Regions from separate parts of the Triticum aestivum genome. Here region 1 is linked to region 2. Evidence: chromatin contacts called from public Hi-C data. All regions are on one chromosome and are shown on one strand. The core of a region is the stretch at or near the end of the contact, and the rest is flanking DNA. Distances in the headings are between cores, read along the strand shown.

Region 1 (6,754 bases), core at 1,663-4,162, 190 kb after region 2:
TCCTCTCTTGGATGAATACCATGCGCCGACCAAAGGGACCCACCAGGGCGATTACTTAGTCAAAATCGTTGTTAAAAATCTAAAATTGAACACCTCAATTTTATTGTGGGAGCTTCTAATCCTTGGGAGCTTAGTGAATTAAAGGATTCAATGGTGTGTTTGTCTGGGCTTCTTAAAACGACTTCCCATGAAACATGTTCTCGCCCGCTTCAAAGGGGACCAATAGTATTTACTGTAATGCAGTTTCGGAGCTCTCTCGTAACCTCGCTTCCCTTTCGGTTCCCGCGGGTGCCTTGATCGGTCCCTCAATGCATGTTGACACTTGCTATCTCACCCACCCAAAAACAGTGTCGTGTCGGACTAAGGCATCATCCACCCTCTTTTCCATTATAGCAGCTTCCCTTCAATAGCCATCTCACACGCACTTATGTTTGAGTCATAGCCCAAACAAACAAAGCGTTTGTTCCCTTTTTGGGTGTACCTAAAATTAGGGGAAATAACACACTAGGGACCCATTTGGAACATAGGAAATTAAAATAAATAAGAAAAATTGAGATGTCATGTATCCTTGGTTCTTACATGAACCAAAATAACATAAAAACTAAAATTTTCTCTTCTAAATGTTACAAAAGGAAAATCGGGGCATTGTAGGCACAAAGATAAGAAATATATATAAGGTTGGTCTCTTCTAAAATTCCTATGCAATAGACGATTCTATTGGAATCTCGTATGAACATATAACGTGATATAATTTGTTTTTGATGGTGTCAGATAAATTTCCCTATAAGATTTATATTGTTCAATTTCCCCCCTTTGTTCCAATTAAGGCCTAAGAATCCAAAATTATCAACCATTGTTGCTGGTGTTCTTAGACCGACACTACCATCGAGTGATGACAAATTTTGTTCGGAGGGGAGTGATAGTGGGATGGTAGCACATGAGATAAGCAGTTTACTCAGGTTCGAGCCCTCCTTGGAGAGCTAACACCCTACTCCCACCTATGGTGGTTACATGACTCGAGTGCTTGCTGACGATCGAGAAGATCGCTGGAGAGAGGTCTTTCTTGGATTACAAGTTCCTAGCCGCGACGACAACTGCAGAAGAAGGGGCTAGGTGGAAACTCTAGCGTTAGATGGCTACATAATGTATTAGGTACTTAGGTCTCTCCCGAGAGGGCCCTAACTCGCCTTGTATACTCGTTTGAACTAGGGTTACATGGCCCAGATTGTACTAGAGAATGGCTCGTGCCACTTGGTCTAGCCGGACCATGTCATGTGTCGGTGGATCTCTATGTCTTTGCGTTCCAAGTAGGGGCGGCATCTAGTTGGCACCCAGACCCGAGTGGCTGAATCGAGACAATCAGAGACAATGTAGCTAACCTATTGCTTGGTTGATGGCATCTGAGTGTCATATCCTCGCCAGTCGCTCCCTAGTGTCACTTGTCTTGCATGTCAAGATGCGAGCGGGAATTGTTGAATTCCTGAAAGACAGAGAAGGCAAAAATCATAGCGGCTCCAACCTCGCATGGGTAGGAGCATTGTGGCGGTTGAGCTACTATCGAGTGAGAGCATTGTGGCGGTTGAGCCACTGTCGAGTAAGATTCAGTGGTATCTACTTCATCCCAGCCGGGGGGGGGGGCTAGTGGTCCATTGTAGAGCATACCATGCTTTCGAGCGGAGTCCTGAGTGCCGCATGTCAGACCAAACGGGGCTTTCCCAACCAACATCGTGGAGGAACAACATCACATCTCTTTTTAGAACCAAGTATCAAGTCTCGGTGCCTGACACCTCTTGTTAGGGGGTCAACTTGTGCTCCATGGAGGACCATGATCGCCCTTCATTCAGGCGTGGCCCGAGCAGCCTGGGACCATGGAGGTCAGCTACATGTACCGATGTACTCATGATTGATGGCGCCCGAGTCCTGAAGATTTTAGTTCCCGCCTAGTGCCCATAGGGGGTTCGCCTCTCGGGTGCCATTGTCACATCCGAGTTTTGCATGATGTCACAGAACACTGAAACGCTTCTATGACACGTTAGGGTCTCTGTAGCTCCAAGATCTTGAATTGGTCGGGTGGGAGGACCGAAAAGGTGCATCCCTTGGTCTCGCCTTGGTCTTTGAGGTGGGGCCGTTAATCCATCGTCTTCCTAACAGTCTTCGAGAGGTCATGCACATCATGGGGAGGTAGCCGTTGATGCGTGGCACCCGATAGGATGTGACACTTGGGGTTTCTCTCCCACCCCTATGTAAATCGGGGAAGGGCTGGGAAAAGGTGTGTCCTTGTACCCGCAAATTCACCTGCACCAGACCCTCTCTTAGTACCGCGCTCTGGCCAAACTCGTCGTGCTCCGGACTCCCATCATGGCCGTCGTCGCTCGCTTGATCTTCCTGTTCGGCGATCGTCGCCACTCGTTCTGCCCACCACCGTTTGCGCGGCTCTAGGTCTACGCTCCACCCACCGCTTTCTTGACGTCATGGGTTGCCCTCCGGTGCAACACGTGGTGCGGCGGAGTATTAGGCGGCAATGCCGGCAGCGTCGATGGTGTCCATCGTGACAGCCGAGCAACTGCAAACCTATTAGTGATGTTAGTGATTGTGAAAAAAAATTGATAATAACAATAGAAGAAGTGGTGGGATTTAAAAGTCTATTATGCCCTCTGACTCAAAGGATGGTGCGTATTTGATTTTTATTCACACCCAAATCTTGTAAATTTTGATCAAGCTTATAGGTTTCTTAGAATGCAAAATCAATATTATTAGATTCATTATGAATATATTTTCATATGATACATAGGAGTATTTGATATTGTAGACATAGATAATTTTCTCAATAAATTTGGTTAAAGTTCGTGAGATTTACTTTCAATACACGTGGGCGTGGCAAGTTTCGCTGCAAACTGAAATTGTGTAGAACCAAAGAAGCGAACCGATCGTCTTTGCCATCTGCCGTCGACTCTCTCCTTCCAACCCCCGGTTCTTTCCCCTTTGCCATCTGCCGTCTCAAGTCTCGAACGCACCCTGTTCCTACTCCGCTCCGCCGAGACCTCGCCGCCGGCGACTCGGGATCTAACCCCTACACCTACACCACAACGCACTGAAGAACAAGGCGCAGTAACAGCAGAAATGGTGCTGATCCCTCTCATCCGGGATTACATCGACCGCATGCTCCAGGACATCTCCGGCATGAAGGTCCTCATCCTCGACCCCCAAACCGTACGTACGCGCCCCCCGAAACCCTAGCCCTGGCAGGCCTCTGCTCCTCCCCATTTTTCTCACCAGATCCGCGGGCTCGTTCCAGGTGGGGATGGTTAGCGTAGTGTACAGCCAGTCGGATCTCCTGCGGAAAGAGGTGTTCCTCGTGGAGACGGTCGACGACGCCTCCAGCTCCAGGGCGTCCATGGCGCACCTAAAGGCCGTCTACTTCCTCCGCCCGTCCTCTGACAACGTCCAGAAGCTTCGCCGCCACCTCTCTGCGCCGCGATTTGCCGAGTGCCACCTCTGTGCGTAATTGATCCCCATTTGCTATATTCAACCCGTGAACTTGCTACATTCCTGTTAGTTCACGTCTTTTCTCAGTTTTCTGTGTGTTTTACTTTGAGAAGATCAGAAGAGTTGATTGCGATGGGGATGCAAACAATTTGGTAGACAACCCCAACAAAATGAAAACCAGCACATGAAGATTGGGGCAAGCAAGATACTAAAGCAACTACTCAAGACTACTTGCTCTTTTCTGGAAAACATGTTGCTCACCCTACTGTCTAAGAAGTTTTTAAAGTTACGCGTAACTAGAAATAATAAAATTAAAATCAATACAATGTAGCAGTTTGGGTGATAGTGTTGTACCTTGTGGCGGGGTCTGAAAGAGGGACAAATGCTTGGCTTGTCGCAGCAGAGTTTTGCTGATTTTGTTCATTTATTGTTTGTTTCCTTGCAGTCTTCTCCAATATATTGAAGATTCCACAGATTCAGGTGCTTGCCGATTCTGATGAGCAGGAGGTTGTGCAGCAAATTCAGGTATATGTCGTTCATGATTGTAAGTACACATTGGAATGAAGTGTTTGAGAGTTGAAAGGGAGGATGGAGTTGGTATATGAATGCTGTTTTGTTTTGCAGGAGTTCTATGCTGACTTTTGTGCCATTGATCCTTTCCATTTCACTCTGAATATACACAATAACCACATCTACATGCTTCCAACGGTGGTTGATCCTCCTGGTATGCAAAGCTTCTGCGATCGAGCTGTTGATGGCATCGCTTCTGTCTTCCTGGCTCTGAAGCGTCGCCCTGTTATTAGATACCAAAGGACATCAGATGTTGCAAAAAGGATTGCACAAGAAACTACGGTGGGTCCACTGTCAATATTAAATATTACTACATGGAGACCATGAAAAAAAATCATCAACTTAGGATTTCAGCACATGTCAATATAAATATTTTTTTTGGCAAGAATATTAAATATTACAACATGAAGCATTCTAGAGAAATCTTTTTACATGCTTATCCCAATGATTGAAACTGTTGAAAGATCACTGTCAACTATTATATTTTTGTTACTCTAGCACATCTTCAGGTGTTAACTCACTAGAAAACAGAAACACTTAACCTTTATACAGTAGTGATGATGCCTCATGCCTACACTGACACATGGTTCTTTTCGTACTCTTTTGATTATTCTGTTCATATCTGCTTTCTGTGCTGTGATCCACATCACTTATGCCCGTCCGATTGTACTTCCATTGTCTGATCTTGAAGGCATGGTTACATATAGCCTCTTCTTCCTCCCAAGCGATATGTTCATCTCTGCACACACTGCAAGCTAGTCCTAGGTGGATTTTTGTGCAGTTCTTACTGAAAGCTTGAATTTCTTTTATACCTTTTCATTATTTATCAATGATCTTAAGTTACACAACGTGAATCTAGGCTTTTATTGTTAGAGCATGTTAGAATGGTTTATTTATCAATTAAAGTTGTATCGATTGTAAGTTCGTCTCAGATAGGTATTCTCCGGGACTGCTTAGAATTGTTGAACCAACAATGAGATTACGAAGGGAGTTAGTATGGCTCTGACCCATTGAACCAACAATGAGATAATGAGAATACAACCAAAAAAGTTGTAGTTAAATTTTATTCATGTAAAAGGGTGGAGTGGTACGAGTATAAGGGCAGTAGTTTCCAATTTATCTAAATGAGTGCCTCTGGGTGGCACTATGTTACAATCATTGGTCAATTATGCATGTTTTAGAGAATTTTCATGATAAACTTCATATTCTACAAAAGGGAGTAGGAAGAAGTGCAATTTATAGAAGTAGAGGAAGATTGAAAATCTTTTCTGTGCCACAAAATGTACGCAATTCTGTATCATAATTATGCCTTACTTCTGTTTTAAGGATTTTGTGATGCCATTGTGACTTCTGTTTGGAATACTTGTTGCTCATGCACTTACAATTTGGAATGTGCAGAGGTTGATGTATGAGCAGGAAAGTGGCCTGTTTGATTTTAGAAGAACTGAAAACTCTTCCTTATTATTAGTGATTGACAGAAGGGATGATCCTGTTACTCCGTTACTTAATCAGTGGACATATCAGGTACTCTAAAAGATTATAATCTGTGGCTGTTTTGAATGTACTTTTCTATTGATTTGTTTACAAATTTGAATTCATAGGCGATGGTCCATGAGCTTATTGGAATTGAGAACAACAAAGTTGATCTTAAGGAGTTCGCTAATGTCCCTAAAGATCAGCAGGTTGAGAAGTGTTGAATTTCTTCTTTTCATACCATGTTAAAACACTGCATGAACTTTCTTCAAATATGATTGATGTGAAATATGCTGATATAGGAGGTGGTTCTATCAGCAGTACAAGATGACTTTTTTAGAGTGAACATGTTTGAGAATTTTGGAGACCTTGGTATGAATGTTAAAAGAATGGTAGATGACTTTCAACATCTTTCAAAAAGCAGCCAGAATTTTCAGAGTATAGGTAAGTGATATGGATTTTTGCTTTTGTTGTTTCCTATGAAAGAAATGGATCACGGAGAAATTGTGTCTATTTACCTAGTTTTTTTCATTTCATTTGTAATTTCACACCTTATACTTAAATATTGTCTTCTTATCCTCAACTAGTTTGATTTCTTTGAATAATTAATCTTGCTATAATATCCTTACTATCATATTAGTTATTTGTTATTGGTACTTTTATGGACAAGTGCATCTAATGATTTAAGTGTTGAACTTATTGTGTTCCTGTCCTCTCCTTACTATGTTATGGTGTCAGTTTATATTTTAAAACATGAATATTTTCATAAAAAACTATCCTCTTTTAGTAGCTGCAGTTGAACAAAATCTTAGCGCTTGTTGAATAGATGGCCCATAAGCCCATAACTAACAATCCAACATGCTATGAAATTTTTTGGGGGGTGGGTAGTGGAATGCAAATAACTGTAATAGGCTGTGGGTCATAAAAGGGGATCAGGAAGAAGATATCTGTCATGTGGGGCCGCACATATGTGCGCTGCTGCAAGGTGCCTGGAGGGCAGCCACCCTGATCTCCACCCTATGGGATCTGTTCGCATTAAGCTAGGTCAGGAGAAGCACCTTACTAGTTGTTTGTTCTTACCATATTGGGAGAAAGCACCTGATTAGTAACTAGTAGTCCGTGTCAGTTTAGGCTATGTTTCTATTATGCAATGAATCGCTTATATATAAAGTGGCGTAGGCTGTAGCTTAAAGAAGATTAGGCTCCATGTACAGCAGCAACCCAG
Region 2 (7,167 bases), core at 3,737-6,236:
GACAAGGGCTCTTGAGCAAGACCATTTGTCAATACGTTTTGACAAGTTTAAAAACTCCAGCAAGTTTCAACTACTAAAACTTGATAGGGGCGAATGATAAGTTCACCAAGTTTCAAAACTAAAACTTAAACACTAAGCCCAAGACCCTAATCCCTAAATCCGAAAACAAATGAAACTTGGTAAAAAATTATATTGCGACTATTAGGTTTTAAATATTTGACACTTGGTAAAATTTAACTGTTCTCAAAATGTATTCAAGAATGGCCTAGTTCAAAAGTTTTTGTCGCAACAAACACAAATATACAAATAAAACTCAATTTGGACTTTCGGTTCAAAAAATCTTAATAGATTGTAATTTGTGGATGAAATGAAAAAGCATGGGGGTGGGATTGGAGAAGCATGCAACTGTGTTAAAAGCATGCACACACAAAGTAATTGAGGGGTTTCTGTCCAAACAAGTTCGTCAAACCCAAAGCGAATCTTTGGTCGCACCCATGTATACTCCCACACCTGCTGTGTGCCCATGCGGATTTTTGCATTTTTTATGCGTAACACGAATTTTGATTTTGTATTTTTTTTCCAACTTTTGTAACTTCCAAAAAAAATCAAATAACACAAGTGTTGACAATTTTTAGGGACCACAATAATTAAATGCCCAACTCCTATTTGACGCCTTCCGTGTCCGTTAGTGTGTTATATCCGCAAATCAGTGCACACACCCCCTTCATGCTGGGCCTGCCCATTTACCAATATTCTTTTCTGTTGACCTGTGCAAAAAGGTCCCCGCGACATGAATCAGACTCACGAACCTCCTCATCAGTATAAACTGCAATAACCTACAAAGACACTTCACACGACGTGAGTACATCCTTTTTCTTCTTTCTTCTGTTCGTGAAAACCAACGAGAATGGAAATGGTTGACCAGTCAACGATCGCCCGATCAACTATCGACTTTCAACCTTTTTCTGAGACGTTGTCGACTGTCAACCGTGAACGAGCGAAGGACAACGAGGAGCGAGCGCGAAGGAAGGAAGCGGCAGCGCCCAGCGTGTTTCTATGGGCCGGCCCAAATGAAGCGGCTGCGTGAGCGCCAGTTGAGCGATCGGGCACCTGAACCGCCGATTAGGAGGAGCTCATTGATGCCACGTCAGCCCAATGGAACAGACAGAGGGTCTCGGAAGTTTTCATGCCAATGGATGTTCAGGTAATAATGGCTATCCCTTTGTGCACCATGAACGTTCCGGATTTCTAGAGCTGGCATTACGAAAAGAATGGAAATTTCTCTGTTAAATCAGCCTATCGCATGCTGGTGGCGACAAGAGCTAGAAGAGAGGCATGGTTGGAAAGCACGACCGGATCTTCCAGCACGTCCAGAGAGGAGGGAGCATGGAAAAAGCTTTGGAAAACTCAAGTGCTGGGCAAGGTGAGGATGTTTCTCTGGCGTTTGTCAAAACACTCGATCCCTACCAACGACGTGAGGGCACACAGACATATGAGTGACTCAAGTGCTTGCGGCATCTGTGGCGCGCAAGACTCATGGAGACACTCCCTAATAGAGTGTTCAATGTCCAGGTGTATATGGTCAGTTATGGACCAGGAGATCACGAAAAATCTTGCAGCTACAACTGAACCAAACGCCAAACAATGGTTGTTCACATTGATGGAGTCGATGCCACACGAGCTTTTGTGAGGCTCTCGGTTATGTTGTGGGCGATCAATCTGGGAAGCGCGACGAAAGGCAATTCATGAAGGGATTTTTCAAAGCCCTCACGCTACATATGGCTTCATCACCAGTTTTATTGATGAGCTAGATATACTGAAGGTCAAACCACACCAGGTGACTACAGCTGGAGCAACAAGCAGGAGCGGAAGGCCGAAAGCCCCTCCTCAAGACCATGCAAAGATCAATGTGGATGCTGGTGTCCGCAAGGGTAGTAGGGGGTCAGCAGCGGCGGTTTGCAGAGACGAAACCGGCGCGTATCTTGGCAGTTCATCTCTGGTGATTGCAGGACTGGACGACCCTGAAACTCTGAAAGCAATAGCTTGCCGCGAGGGTTTGGCACTTGCGGCAGATCTCCATCTACAGAATTTTGTGATCTCCTCCTATTCCAAGCAAGTTATCAATAATATCAATAAGGGTTGTAGGGGCAGCACTGGAGCTGTCATTAGTGAAATACAAATTCCAGCAAACTCTTTTCAATGTAGTTTCATTTTCGAGTCTCGTGCATCCAACATGGAGGCACATAGTTTAGCCAAGTCATCGCTTTCACTGGGTCCGGGGCGTCACGTCTGGTTTGGCCAACCTCTTGATCCAAGATGTATCCCACAATTTGTGGTTTTTGATAAATAAAACTTGGTATTCCCCTCAAAAAAAAAGAGGATCTCCCAATTAGTTGGGATGTCTACTGCAAACTGAAAAAAGAAGTGTTGAAAGGGCGGCTGCCATGTCACACGAGAAGGCCCACTTTGGTGAGACGTTTTGCCAAACTTTTTTTTTTTGCGGATGAATAATGTATTACTCAACTCAAGAAGTTCATACAATCAGTTGTAGCAAGCTCCATAGCGAGGGCCACTCTGCTGGTTTTTTTAGGGGACACTGCTGTTTTTGTGTCGATGGCGAAACACAACGATAGGGACCGTAGGAGCTGCAGATGGGGCACCAGCCCCATTGACCAAACCAAAAACAAGATAATTTTGCTAACGACAAATTGTTTGGAAATCTAACTAGTGCACATGCCCCGGTTAGTATTTTCATGCAGCACATGCTATTATGAAATTTAACAAGAGATGTCGTGTGTTATGCATGTTACAACAAGTAAGAGAAGATACCAGGCCACAGAAATAAGATCAAAAGCAATGCAAGACTTACATGGACGAGAGGTAACTCAACTAAGCTTAATTCAAAGTTGCGACATTTGTTTTAAATCGGCAAGAGTAGTAAGCAAGTGACTATAACCTGATAACAAAGTGACTACACATCCACAACCTGGTAAAGAACTATAGCTATGCACTGACACTCAATGACAAGAAAAATAAATGTAGAACATCAAATCCATGCGTGAAGGGCGGCCAATCAGCTATGCCATATGGGGCAAGCTGGTTGGCCACGGTAAAATATTTTTTGGGATATTATTTTTAGATGGAGGTGAGGAATTTTTTTAATGTGATTTTCCTTATGGAGGTCATGACCCACAATTTTTTTTAAATGGAGGGCTACGAAAGTGGCGCTCGCTGGTAGGTTGCATTGAAGTTTTTTCTTCTTTTCCTTTTTACTCTTTTTCTAAATGGAGGTGAGGATTTTTTTTAAATGTTTTTCTAGATGAAGGCGATGAGTCCATGTATTTTTGTAAATGAAAACGTGCGTCCAACTCCCTCTCAAGCGCGCACCCTAACTACTAGTATGTTTCAAAGATCTAGTGCAAAAGCCAACGACAAAAACGGACCATCAACCGGGTAATCTACACGGTTTTGAGTGATCATTTTGTAATTTTATACTTAAAAAGAAGAAGCGTGCAGCTGAAACTAACTGAAAAGCCAATATAAATGGTCCCAGCCTCCCAGGGCTTCTAGAAACTTGTTGATATTTTGGTTCCCGCGAGAAAGAAAGCGGGTCATCCAGCTCTGACAGTCACACCAACTACTCCCCGTTGTGTCGACCCCACCCATGCTATGTATGTATGCCACTTTGATCGTCTCGTCGCTCCTCCTTTTTCCGCTCCTGTTGATGCGCCGATGGCACCCACCCATGCCACCTTTGTCTAGCGCTTGGTGGAAAAATCCAGCACCTTTGCTAGCTAGCTAGTCGTATTCGTACGTAGCATTAAACTCAAGGTGTGCTATCAGGCTAAAACGTTGACTAGATTCCTTGGTTGGGAAATACTGACTATTACTGAATGAAATGCATAATGGAGCAATCATGCATGAGGCTTGATGTATGTAGATTAAAAATAATAAAAGCCCCTTCCACTTCCATGGATAAGTAAGTTGTACCAAAAACAAAATCCATCGCGTAAAAACATGGGGCATGGAGCAGTAGATAGTACCAGAATCTCGATCGGGCCGAAGATGAGGACGGTGTAAAAGCGCTTGATGTAGGAGTCGGCGAGGAAGGCTGCCGGGATGGAGAACATCTGCAGCGCCGCGAAGAAGTTGCTGGCCGTCGTTGAGGCCTCCGCCACCCCCATGTGCATGGTGCCGCGAAGGTAGGTCACCAGGTTCATGATGTTGGCGATGTTGGCAGCGTTGCTCAGCAGCACCAGAGCTGCATGCACAAGAACAGATTAGAAGAAAAAAAAGTGAAGCGTGCGTTCCATTAACATCTCTAAGCTTGGCCAAAAAGATTAAGCTTTCTACCGAGTATGGTTTGTGGAAACACACGACCGATAGCAAAAGTGGGAGTGAGAGTGACCTGCTACTGCTAGCTAGTCAGCATAGCAGGGGGAAAGCATGCAAGAAACCTGCTTGCTAGCTAGCTAAAGGGAGAAAAAGTGTGTGCGAGAAAAATCCAAATAGATCAATTGTTTGCACATACGTACGTATGTACTAACTCAAGGAAAGAAGGTTATCATTGTTGACAGAAATGGGATTGGCAAGACTACTGGAGCGAGCAAATCAAAGGAACTTAGGAAGACATGAAGGATGCAGTATGCAGGTGTTGCCTTCCAATTCCAATTCCATACCGTGAATGAAGATGGAAGCTCTTACTCCTCCATGCTTCTTGGGGTTAACCGGCCTTCCCCTCCAGTCGACGAGCCCTGATGAGCTGCCCATGCCTTCCTCCCTCCCTCCCTCTGATCCGCACTGCTTCTGCTTGCAGGTTGCTGCTGCTGCGTCTCTCAAGCTGTGTCGGTCTGATGTGATGATATAGCTAATAAAGGAGCGAGAGGCCTTGGTGGTGGCACTGTCCAAGTGAGCACCAAGGGACGGAGCTAAGGAACGGGATGAATGACACAGCGAAAGGAGGTCCCAATGGACAGTGAAACGCCACCAACCAGCTACAAATAACGGCTGCAGTGCGGTCAGCTATAGCTAAATGGCCAGTCCCGGCTCCCAATGTTTCACATCGTGCTGCGCCAGTGCTATCCTGACCCATTCCCATTGCTTGGAAGGATGGTTTTCTTTGTGGTGGGGCTCAAGGTGTTGCATGCGCTTCTACGGGTTTTTAAGTTATGATGAAGAAAATTCATCGACTTGTTCAAATTTTTAATAAAAAATATTCTTTCTTCTACATTTGAGACTTCAAAAAGGAGACTTGTTCAAATATATGTCTATCGCTGATACTCGGTGAAGAAACCACAATCCGTCTTAACGCTCAGGGCCGCTCCTTTACCTATTCTCAGCCTAGGAACAAAAAATTCTCACGACATGTCAGAGGTGCCGTGCCGCCACCATCACCAATGGTGCAAGCCAAACAGATACTGTATCACTCCCTTGATGATAGAACTTGACAATCTGGAATCATATGTTGTCTCTCCACAAGGAGACTTTTGACACGGTGACATCAACCACCATGTCCATATTCCTCCCAGCGAGCCCTGTTATTTGAGGAGGAAGTGACCCCATCCAGACTATATACATTTCACAATCAACAATATCAGCTGGTTTACCAATAAGATACTACCACTTTAGCTGTGGATTCATCGTCACGTGAATACTTTGTGTCCGTTTTGATGAAGGACACTTTTATTAACACAAAATATAATATGCTCCAATCGCGTACACACCATTGTCAACACCGGTTGGTGCTCCATTCGGAGTAGTGTAAACCTCGTATGAAGCCAATTCGTCCAACAGTAGATAACAGAGATGAACTTTCACATTGAAAATCATATCATTTCTACGGTCTAAGCGCCCATAGTAAGGCAGATGCATCCACCCTTATTAGCATACAAAATTTATTTGGTATGTCATCGAACAATGACCGTACAAACTGGTAACACTTCTTGGCGGATACAAATTGAACATTATTTAGATGGCTGACTACATAGAATGCACAAACTTGTACTAAAAGAAGAGGTGTTTAATTGTCTTGCCATGGGCACAAAAACAATGCTTCTTGCTTCCTTGCCAGTTGCAGTGAACAAGATTGTCCTTTGTCAGCACAACTTCCTCAGCAAAGATACCACATAAAAGTCTTTCTTTTACTGATATCTTCAACTTTCATATTTATTTTACTACTGTCCACTGGAGTCTTCAAGTGCGAAACCACGGTACCTATAGAGTCGACGCCCATTTTTGTTAGATTTCAGCAAAACTCATCCACAGCCTTGACAACATCAACCCATCAATCATACATAATTAACCAAGGGTGACCTACCAACAAGAATAAAAGTATAAGCAGGAAGACTAGTTATTGCCTCAGGCTAGGAGTCTTGTTCTCGCAACCTTGTTTGGAACATTTGCCCTCTGCAGTAGATTCGTAAGTGCACGTCACATGATAAATACCACCAGCTTTGATTAGTAGTTAATGCTTTGGATATTAATCTCCCATCTAAACAGCTTATCTTAATTCACCCAACATGAAAGACCATTGGACATATAGCTTCATGACATGAATCCATATATGAGACCAAGTTACTTAATTTCAGTCTCACAATTCATGAAAGAATCATACCCTTACACAAACTCCAACAAAAGATATCAAAAGGGTGACCTTCCAGTCCCGGGTACCATTACAATAACAGAAATTCATACTAGCAGAAATCACCATGAGACTACTAAATAGCAGTGCACCCCACTTAACAAATGCTCTCAGCATCAATAGAAGTCAGGGTAAGCTGCTAATATTCTAGCAAATTAATTAGCATCCATAGTTGCATACCGATTACAGAGATAAACACGCATCCCAGAAAAGACAATCCCAACAGCATTGACATATTCTGGCAACATGAATTCGTCACCACTCCTGAGCATGCCAACATTAGGACCAAGCAAACCAGAAGCTTGTGAGAATTGGCAAATCAGTGTGTTAATCTTCAGGAACATACAGAACTTTCCCCACCAAACAGCGGTGCACATAAAATTCCATATGCAGTTCCGATTTGGAGAAGCTTCGTAACATCTGGCACAACCCCTTGGCCTTGCTTTCCGTAATTGAGTGATGAAAAGATACTGTCATCTTTTTTAAGGCCGTTGCCCAACTGAATAACCGTTGCACAAAATCACGTT

The links. A called contact is a pair of places that touch in the nucleus more often than the background predicts.
Region 1: a Hi-C map of leaf shows a contact between it and region 2, with 3 times the contacts expected there. The contact joins the promoter of LOC123045081 here to the promoter of LOC123045079 in region 2. A contact is called at or near these places in 2 of 5 Hi-C or Micro-C datasets (both in leaf).

What each region holds. Positions count from the first base shown.
Region 1 is chr2B:392,187,377-392,194,130 of IWGSC CS RefSeq v2.1, forward strand. It overlaps LOC123045081 (vacuolar protein sorting-associated protein 45 homolog), which reads left to right and starts at 2,913. Exons shown (of 13, transcript XM_044468013.1): 1 at 2,913-3,210; 2 at 3,296-3,497; 3 at 3,932-4,011; 4 at 4,111-4,338; 5 at 5,455-5,580; 6 at 5,658-5,738; 7 at 5,832-5,973. The coding sequence starts at 3,121.
Region 2 is chr2B:391,999,606-392,006,772 of IWGSC CS RefSeq v2.1, forward strand. It overlaps LOC123045079 (protein NRT1/ PTR FAMILY 4.5), which reads right to left and starts at 4,987. Exons shown (of 5, transcript XM_044468011.1): 1 at 4,680-4,987; 2 at 4,044-4,261. The coding sequence starts at 4,770. It overlaps LOC123045080 (putative F-box/FBD/LRR-repeat protein At4g03220), which reads right to left. Exons shown (of 3, transcript XM_044468012.1): 3 at 6,574-7,167. The coding sequence ends at 6,968.